Regions from separate parts of the Mus musculus genome. Here regions 2 and 3 are each linked to region 1. Evidence: chromatin contacts called from public promoter capture Hi-C data. All regions are on one chromosome and are shown on one strand. Each heading gives the region's core, a stretch centred on a gene start, on an enhancer-like site or on the middle of the called end of the contact. The rest is flanking DNA. Distances are from core to core; before and after follow the strand shown. Region 1 holds the start of Nup54 (nucleoporin 54). Region 2 holds the start of G3bp2 (GTPase activating protein (SH3 domain) binding protein 2). Region 3 holds the start of Uso1 (USO1 vesicle docking factor).

The links. Promoter capture Hi-C pulls out the DNA fragments that hold promoters and counts their contacts.
Region 2: a promoter capture Hi-C map of neutrophils shows a contact between it and region 1. The contact joins the promoter of G3bp2 here to the promoter of Nup54 in region 1. A contact is called at or near these places in 11 of 39 promoter capture datasets (the C10 cell line, the HPC-7 cell line, cranial neural crest and 7 more), 1 of 484 Hi-C or Micro-C datasets (embryonic stem cells), 3 of 115 datasets of contacts at active chromatin or transcription factors (effector CD8 T cells, embryonic stem cells and memory CD8 T cells) and 3 of 9 other capture datasets (adipose tissue, liver and macrophages).
Region 3: a contact with region 1 is called in a promoter capture Hi-C map of liver. The contact joins the promoter of Uso1 here to the promoter of Nup54 in region 1. A contact is called at or near these places in 12 of 39 promoter capture datasets (the C10 cell line, the HPC-7 cell line, cranial neural crest and 9 more), 3 of 484 Hi-C or Micro-C datasets (B cells, Th1 cells and regulatory T cells), 7 of 115 datasets of contacts at active chromatin or transcription factors (the SCID.adh cell line, effector CD8 T cells, embryonic stem cells and 4 more) and 3 of 9 other capture datasets (adipose tissue, liver and macrophages).

What each region holds. Positions count from the first base shown.
Region 1 is chr5:92,433,679-92,436,549 of GRCm38.p6, forward strand. It overlaps Nup54 (nucleoporin 54), which reads right to left and starts at 1,521. Exons shown (of 13, transcript NM_001359995.1): 1 at 1,326-1,521; 2 at 544-705. The coding sequence starts at 1,392. Gm42114 (a long non-coding RNA gene) reads left to right here and starts at 933. Exons shown (of 2, transcript XR_880431.3): 1 at 933-1,304; 2 at 1,915-2,391.
Region 2 is chr5:92,082,359-92,085,229 of GRCm38.p6, forward strand. It overlaps G3bp2 (GTPase activating protein (SH3 domain) binding protein 2), which reads right to left and starts at 1,386. Exons shown (of 11, transcript NM_001080795.2): 1 at 1,171-1,386. Gm46933 reads left to right here. Exons shown (of 2, transcript XM_017321256.1): 2 at 514-1,807. The coding sequence ends at 1,215.
Region 3 is chr5:92,136,532-92,139,402 of GRCm38.p6, forward strand. Uso1 (USO1 vesicle docking factor) reads left to right here and starts at 1,407. Exons shown (of 24, transcript NM_019490.1): 1 at 1,407-1,632. The coding sequence starts at 1,567. It also overlaps a transcript of G3bp2 not described here.

The DNA.
Region 1 (2,871 bases), core at 271-2,770:
AAATTTCCCAAAAACCCAGCAAAGAATCCGGGATTCTTTCTACAATTATATATAGAAATACATCCTAATATATTGAGTTAATGCTAGAAAAACATCGTTACAGTTTGAAAAACAAGACAGGTCGCTGCTGTTCGTATAAGACTTGTTTCTCTTGGAAACACAAGGACAATAAGATGAAATCCCAATGAAATATGTATTAAAAAATGAAAAATGACTGCAGGAGTCCAAGAATCCCAGGGAAACGCTTACCTTCTGCTAAAGCTAATGTTTTAAAAAATATTCGGTTCCCAACTTATCATTTGGAAGCTGTGCTCTGTATCATTAAATGAAAATCCAACCAAGGTGCATTCTAATTCTTTAAGGCTTTCCAAAACCCACATCTTTTAAAGCAGCCAAAACTTTAAATATATTTGATTTGATCTTAGGAAATAAACCCCTTTCTTTATTAGACAAGTGCCATTTCTTCCCCCAAACTCTAGGGACATCGGAACATTCTTGGACTCCAGCCCCCATACTCGTTACACACATGACCCCAGTATCTACCTGCACTCGCCAGACTGTTACCAAAATTGAACGGAGTCGCCGAGGTAGTAGAAACACCGAAATTCCCAATATTAAAGTTCACTGCAGGGTTAGCGGTTAATCCGAAACCCCCAAAATTAAACCCACCGGCGGTGGAGTTGGCAGTCTCAAGCCCACCAAATCCTGATAGTCGTGGAGGCAAGAGAAACAAAAATTTGAAAAGGTGAGAGGAGGGAAAGAGAAAAGGAGAAGAAAGAAAGGTAAGAATTACAAGAATCAGCAAGAGGTTTCACAGCGTGAACAAACCTGACCTGCACCGGATCAGGGGAAGAAAGCCAAGGTGCGGACAGACAGAAGGAGCGAAGGGCAGCACGGGCGGGGGCCGAGCATCCCCCCCCCCCGGGCTGGGGAGGGGACAGAGGGAGCTGCGGGCAGCCTGGCTCCAACTTTACCCGTCTGGACCTTGAGGCTGAGACGGACGAGGGGACGCGGGGTCCCGGGAAATGAGAGGGGCGTAGCCTCCGGCCTCTCCTGGGCGGACACCCCAATGGCGGGAAGCACCGCGGCGGCCGAGCCACGCGGGTTGAGCGTGCTGTGCGAGCCCCAGGCTGAGCCTGAGCAGCCCGCGGCCCTCCCACCGCCACCGCCGCCGCCACCACCGCCACCGCCCTCTCCAAATGACTCCAAGGTGTCCCGAGTGCCAGGGCAACCCCGGGACCCCCCAGCCGGACCGATCGGATCGAGGGGGCGGGCCCGAGGCTTTGGTTCCTTGGAGGAAGAAGGTAGGCCCAGGGCTGACTCACCCGCCGGTGCCGCGGTGGCTGTAGAGGTGCCCGAAGTGCCCGAAGGAGCCCCAAAATTGAAAGCCATGTCGCGGGAGCAGCACTTAGATGGCCCCGGGCTCGCGCGGCGCGACGCCCAGTGCCCTCCGCTCTTCTGTCCGGCTGGGAACCGTCAGGCGGTCCGTACCATTAGTTCCGCCTCCTTCCCGGTCTAAGCGGAGCAGGCAGGAACCAAGCAAGGATGGAGTGGGTGGGATGATCGAACGGGAACGCCTACCACCGATCACTTCCGGGGGTGTGTTTGTGGCTTTCACGTGGTGTGGGGCGTCACCACAAAGGGGAAGTGATGAGAAGTTGGACATGGGGTGTTGTATGGTGGCTCTCTGAAGCCACTTTAGAGAAGTGACAGTGTGCAGGGACCGCGTGAAAGTACTGCCCTTACCTCTGAGGAGCGGTCCTTCCCGGAGGAAAGGAGGTTTGAGTAGATAAAGCAGTTGAGAAAGAGGCATTCGAGAGTGATGGAAAGATGATGGCGATGGTGGTAACACGTGTGTTAGCTATGTGGAATGCACGCTAGTAATTGTTTTTGCATATTTTTTTAAACCCCCAGCTGCGTTTCAGACAGTTTACTACTATTGTCATTGACCAAGAAGAAGGGCTGACCTCGATGAAGCAAATGGGCCCACTAACTGGTAAAATCTGTGCCCTGCATCGCACTTCTGGGGAACATTTAATCCTCAACTACACAGAGAAGATTTCTGTCGTTGACTAATTGGCACAGACGAGACAGGAGGACTGAGGATTAGAGTTGCAAAGCAGCATCCCCAAAGTCACTTCGCTGGTTTTTCTCTACTTAGCCCCGATTCTTTTCTCCTTTTAAAAATATTTATTGTACATGGCACTGTGTTACATTAGGACATCTTGATACAAGTTTATGTTGTATTTTGAATATATATTCCTACTCCTAAATTTTCTGTCTTCTCCCTGTCTCTCCCATTAGTTCCCTAGTAATTTTACTTCATTTTCCATGTCATATGATTTATGTGTTTAATTAAACCTAGGAATCATAAATGAATTTTTTTCCTTCTGTGACTGGCTTAATTCACTTAATAATGTTTATCTCCAGTGATATTCAGTTTTGTGCAAATGACAACATAACTTCCTTCTTAGGGCTGAAAACTCTTTTGAGTATATACCATCCTCTGTTTCTGATCCATCCCTCTGTTGTTAGGCAACTAGGTTTGTTAACAATTGTGACTAATGCTTCAGTAGAGATTGATATACATCTATGTGATAGACTAACTTGGAGTCCTTATAGACATAGCTGGGTCATGTGGTAGATCTAATTTTAGTTTTCTCAGGAACCTCTTTGCCCCATTTTGTGTGTGTGTGAGAGAGAGAGAGAGAGCACATGCATGTGTGGGAAGAGTGTATACACACATATGTGCACACGTGCCTGAAGGCCAGAGATTGACATGGGTGTCTTCCTAATTTACTCTTAATTTCTAATACAAGGTCTCTCAATAAATCTAGATCTCATCGCTTATTTGGCAAGACTGTCCAGCCA
Region 2 (2,871 bases), core at 136-2,635, 350 kb before region 1:
GAATTAGTGCATCCTTTTAAACTGCAGCTAATGGTTCCCCTGCCTAGGTACTTGGAACAAGCGAGGTATAGTGTCTAGAATCTAAAAACCAGAAACCTTAAGCTAATCAACTGCACAACAATCACACCCGGAGAGAAGGGGGCAATTTTCCTTGATTCAGATTTGCTGCACGTGTTTTGTTTTTAAGAAGCAAAAGGCATCTCCTCAATGTTTTTTGTGCTTTGGTTTAAAACTAGTTATATCTTGGGAGTAGAAATTGTGAACACGACCCTACAGCCCCCCCCCCCCCCCAAAGCACCACAGGGGTACCTAAATAAATCTGCCCTTAGAGACGCAGGAAAACCTCAATCAGACTCCACTAACGAAATCCACACCATTTAGGGAAACTTACGTTCTTCTCCCCTTGTCCTACCCCAAAGAATAGCAGGGGGAGAAAAGCCCATTCCCAAAGCACTGAAACGTCCTTTTTATTCCTGGGTAACAGGAGAGATTGTCTGCAGAAAAAGGACGTAGGAGACGCACGTTACAGTCCCAGTATCCGAACACGTTCGGGATAATCCGGGGAGGGCGGGGGGAAACGCCGAGCACCCGGCAAGTGGAGCGGCGGCCACCTTCAACCCCGGATTCAGTTTCCGGGCACAGAAATGGTGCCCGGAGGCCGCTACTTTCGCATCTGCGTTGCTTCTGCCTCCGCCGACACGGCCTCCTTCCCCTCCCCCACGGGCGGGGCGACGACCGGGAACTAGGGCCGCCGGCGAGCGGAGGAACCAGGCGGGTGGGCTTCCTACCCTGAAACCGCCTCTGCAGGAGCCCACTGCCCCGCTTCGCGGCTTGGCGCCCGTTGGCGCGCTCTGGGAGCTGGCGGCGGACAGGGTACCCCCGGGCTGCTTCATCCTAGCAATCCCCAGCCCCACCTGTGCCCTCCTCTGCACCACGCGCGCAGGTCATCCTCCTCCCCACGCAGCCTTCCGCTCACCTTGCAGGAAAGGCTCGGCTCTGCACGCACGCACGCACTCTTGCTGGCGTAGGCAGCCGGCGAGAACAATGTTTCCGCCGCACCAACCCCGACACCAAGCGCACACACCGGACGGTTGCCGCGAGCCGCGGAGCGGAGGGAAATGTCCCCTGCCGACCACCACACCGACCGCCCCTCTCGGCCCCCGTACACACCTCCAACCAACAGCGGCGGCGGGCACGTCGCGCGGAGGTCAGTAGTGTCGCGGGATCGGCCGCAGCAGATTCTCCTCCCTCGAAGCAACCCGAGGCTTCGGAATCCGGAGAGCCGCGAGCTCGGGGCCCCTCACAGCCACCTCTTCCCGAGAGCCTAGAGCTGCAACGAGCTCCAAGAACACGGACGTCCCGCCCCCTTTGCCGCCGCCCCCTCTTATTGTTTTACCCCTGCGGAAAGGGCTAGGGAACCCCCCAGCACAGCGCCAGCCAATCAGGCATCAGTTTGGAGAGCTAGACCCAACCTTCTCGCGTCCCACTGCGGAGCACGCGCAGAACGGCGCCGCGCTCGCTCGCTCGCTCGCTCGGGCGTCCGGAAAGCCAGGGAACCGGAACCGGCCTAAAGTCGGGGCGAGAGCCCGCTGATTTGACGTCACAAGGAAGCTGCCTTTCTCTTGCAGTGATGCTGAAGCCTCCCTGTCCTCTCAGGTGGCGCGAACAAAAAAGATGGCTCGCCGCTAACCAGTGGCTTTTACAAACGGTTATTCCTGGAGCCTTTATTCGTGATAAGAGGGAGCAAATTTAGTAATGGTCCTGGTTGCTGCGTTATCGGAGCATTAAAATGCAGTTTTGAACTCTGCACAGTGAGCTCACCTGTATTGCTTAATTAGCCTGTTTTAGGAAATGGAGGTTTAAAAGTCTTTCTCATCAATGTCAAACAGCTAGTTTTAAATAAGGGTGCCGAGCTATGGAGTATGGGGAAAGTATGACATAGGCTGTATGGGCTTGGGGCTTTTGTATGGCCTTGGTGGCTTCATCCTTAAATGGAACTTACTGGAACAAAGGCTGAAAGGCTTAAAATTTAAAAAAGAAAAAAAAAGCCACTTATAAATCTATGCCACTGGGACTTAGTTATGGAAACAACACTGCTTCATGAACCTTGATTCATGGGGAAAAAAAAGCCTTTGTAGACCAAATGTTACTTTGCCACTAATAGCAATGTTTTCAATTTCAAGATAGCAGAAGAAACTGGGAATGAAGCTATGAAACGGTGAAAGGAACGGAAGGGCAATTGAGAGGAATAGAACACATTTTAATCAAGCAAAATGCAGGATTAAATACATCCTCAGTTTTCCCTCACAGTAGAGATTTCCTAGAAGAAGAAAAAAAAAAGGTTCACAAAAGGCAATGCTGATTGGTACTTGAGCCTCCAAAATCTACACTGGCATTATTTTGGATTGCTTAATAATTTTTATATGCAAAATATATAGGCAGACCATCATTTATTAAATGACTCTGAGATGGTTTTTCTTAATGCATTACTTCTGCAGATTACCTTTTAAGTACAGTGTTTATAGACCAGATACGCTACTGGTATTTTATAAAAGTCACTTATGTCTCACAAAAACCCACTTACGTAATTACCTATTTGAATGCACACTTTACAGATGAGGAAAGTGAGACTTACGAGACGGTTTACCCTAAGGACACGCTCGTATTACTCATCTCAGCCAGGCTCGGGGCTACATACCTCTAATCCCAGCACCTGGGAAGCAGAGGCAGGAAGATCACAAGGTCTAGGCTGACCTGGTCTACGAAGCAGATTCTAAGTCAGCCAGGGGTACATAAGGAGACTCTCTCGATAATACTCAAACAAACAAGGACTACTCATGTTAACACAAGCACTCTGCATCCATACCCCAC
Region 3 (2,871 bases), core at 157-2,656, 300 kb before region 1:
TTAAGGAACTAGCAGGAATCTGCCCCACAAAGAGGGAAAGGGCATACTAAAGCAAGAGAAACATGTTGAGTATTTGAGGGACACTGGCGCTTCAACCCTAACAGGTGTGTCTGCCAAACTAAGGAGTTTGGATGTCATTATATAAACCGGGGAACCACTGGAGGATTCTAACAAGAGGACTGACATACTTCCTCTTGGGCTCACCCAAGGGTGTACTGTGGGAAGCCAGGGCTGGATGTAGACAAACTAGTTAGGAGCCTACTGCTGTAATCTCAGTGTGGAAGAATCTGAGAAATATTCCTGCACACCATACACTCAACATTGGACAGGTGAAGGAGGAAAGCCGGAGTCTTCGGATTCCTCCTTACAGACTAGGGGATTATTTGGGTAGAGGTACTACTGAGCACGCTAGGGCACACCGTGGAAGCATACTGATTTCTTTTTAGAGGGAGTCTGGGGGAGACATAGGTCTTAATCGTCACATCTGAGACCTATGGGGAATTGAAACCAAGAGAGGCATGAGTCAGTTGGTTTACTAGACTCCCTTTCAGAGTCAAGAAATTTGCAAAACCATGTGTACCTGGCAGCCTCATTTGGAAAGAACAAGTATAGCGATTTGGAAATATGACATTCTGCTTGCTAAAACCATTGAAAACGTAGAAATTAAGAATTAATTTTAAAAAGGGGGGCATTATGCTACCAAAATGACACAATGGAACAATTTATTTCCAACCTCTTATTAGAGATAAACGAAGGGGGTTACTTCTCACACTTGAAAATGAGCGGAGAACCTGGTGTTTAGATCAAGGAATTCTTTTTAGCGGGGCTGAGGAGCAAGAACTTAGAAACGCGCCCTCGAGTGGTAGTGGAATGAGGGGTCTCTAGCACCCCCTTTACCACCAAACAAAGCCCTGGGTAGAAATGCAATTTGCGAGGATCAAAAGGCCACCTCGCTCGTACCGCTTAACCGAAAGAACCATACGAATCTTCCAGGGGACAGGACACCCTTCTCCCCCTTACCTGTCACGCCGGCCAAAGGAAAATTTCACTTTCGACTCAACAAAAATAAACCCTCAGGTTTGACAGCTTGCAGTCCGTCCCGCTCTCGGCGACAAAACACCTACCAGCCGATGCTCCTAGTCTAATCAGAGCCTCGGGAGCCGACTGGGCAGGGCTGCGACCACGTGGGTGACCGCGGCCAGCAGCAGCAAGCAGCGCAAGGAGGAGGAGGGGGCGTGCCCAAGTGGTGGGAGGCCTGCTGGTAGGCGTGGCCTGTGGGGCCGGGCAGGTGGGCGTGGCCTGCGGCCCGGGGCTCCCTCCTCTCCCCTTTTGCCTTCGCCCTTCGAGCCGCCACGTAACGCCACGTCCCCGCGCATGCGCACCGCGGCTGGTGTCCGCGGCTGTTTCCGGGCTCGGGGGGCCGGAGAGGCTGCTGAGTAGGAGGCGGCGGTGGCGGAGGCCGGGGAGTGCGGAGAGCCGGCTCGGGGGCTAGGCCCTACGGGGGGCGGGGGGCGGTCGTGTTTTCTTTGGCAGAGGGGCTGGTGAAGCCGGCGGCTGAGCGACAAGATGAATTTCCTCCGTGGGGTGATGGGGGGTCAGAGTGCCGGACCCCAGCACACTGAAGCCGAGACGGTGAGCGCAGCGTCGCCGGGCCGGGCTGGGGCCGGGCTGGGTGGGTGAGATCGGGGCGTCTACGCCGCTCCCGTCGCCTGCCTTCTTTCCTTCCCCCTGCTCGGACGCGCGAGCTCCCCACGCGGCGGTGCAGCCCGGGCCGTGGTGACAGGAGGGCTTCGGGGACCCGGCACGGCGACGGACCGCGCGGCCCCTCCCTCCTTCCCTTTAACCTGTCGGCCGGCCAGCCTCGGTGCCGGCTGAAACCCGGCTCTACGGGGCTGGAAGGAAGTTAAGACCCAGCTGTTGGCGAAGGCTTGTGGCTAAGAATAAAACGATATTCTTGGGGCACAATGCCACCTGTTCCTGCCCCATCAGCTGTAAGAATGGGCGTTTGCCTAGGGTTGGTGGTTCAGACCCTACTTTTCAGGTTCACCCAAATGTGTCATGGGGCAATACTTACTCCTCTTGCACGCTGTAGTGATCTGCGCGCTAACCACTCTAGGGACTCTTCTGCTCTATTGGTGACATGATTTGTTAATGTTTTTCTTTTTTAATTATTAAGACATGGAAAACCGGCATTTGATTTTATGTTTAGGATACACTTCCTGGGAAGTTTGCAGAGCCAATTGGAAACTGCTGTGGATGGCTTACCTGAGAAAAATGAATTTAGATATACAGAAAAAAAAAAAAACCGCGTGTGACATTTTAAAGACAAACTTTGGGTAGTTGTCATAGCTCTGTTTTGTGGATTCAGAAGGGTCATAAAATAGGACCTGCAAGATAGGATGGAGTCTTTACTAATGAAGAGAGAATTAAAGTAACTTGACCAGAATCTTGGAGCTAGAATTTACTACGGGGGAAACTAAGAAACTAAGCTTTCTGCTAAGCTTAGACTTGATTGCTGATCCCGGGTTTCAGTTGTTAGCTGGCCCTTTTGGAAATAAGATTACCCACATTAATTAAGTTAGGATTACGTTAACTAACGAATGTAGTGTACTAATGTAGTTAGTGTAGTTTACGCATGTAGTTAGTACTGAGGGAGATGGAGGAGGCCTAGGACTGAATCCAGGGCCTGATTACATGGAGGGCAAGCATTCTGCCACTGAGCCAGACTTCCCACCAGGTTACAACGGAGCTGAAGGCTGTCACATGTGTTGTTTTTGAAAATCAGATCTCCTCTTCCCCCAATACCTGGCTTCCCTTGTTCCTCCCCACATGGCAACAAGGCTGCTGTTATTGGAAAGCCAGGGACTTTAG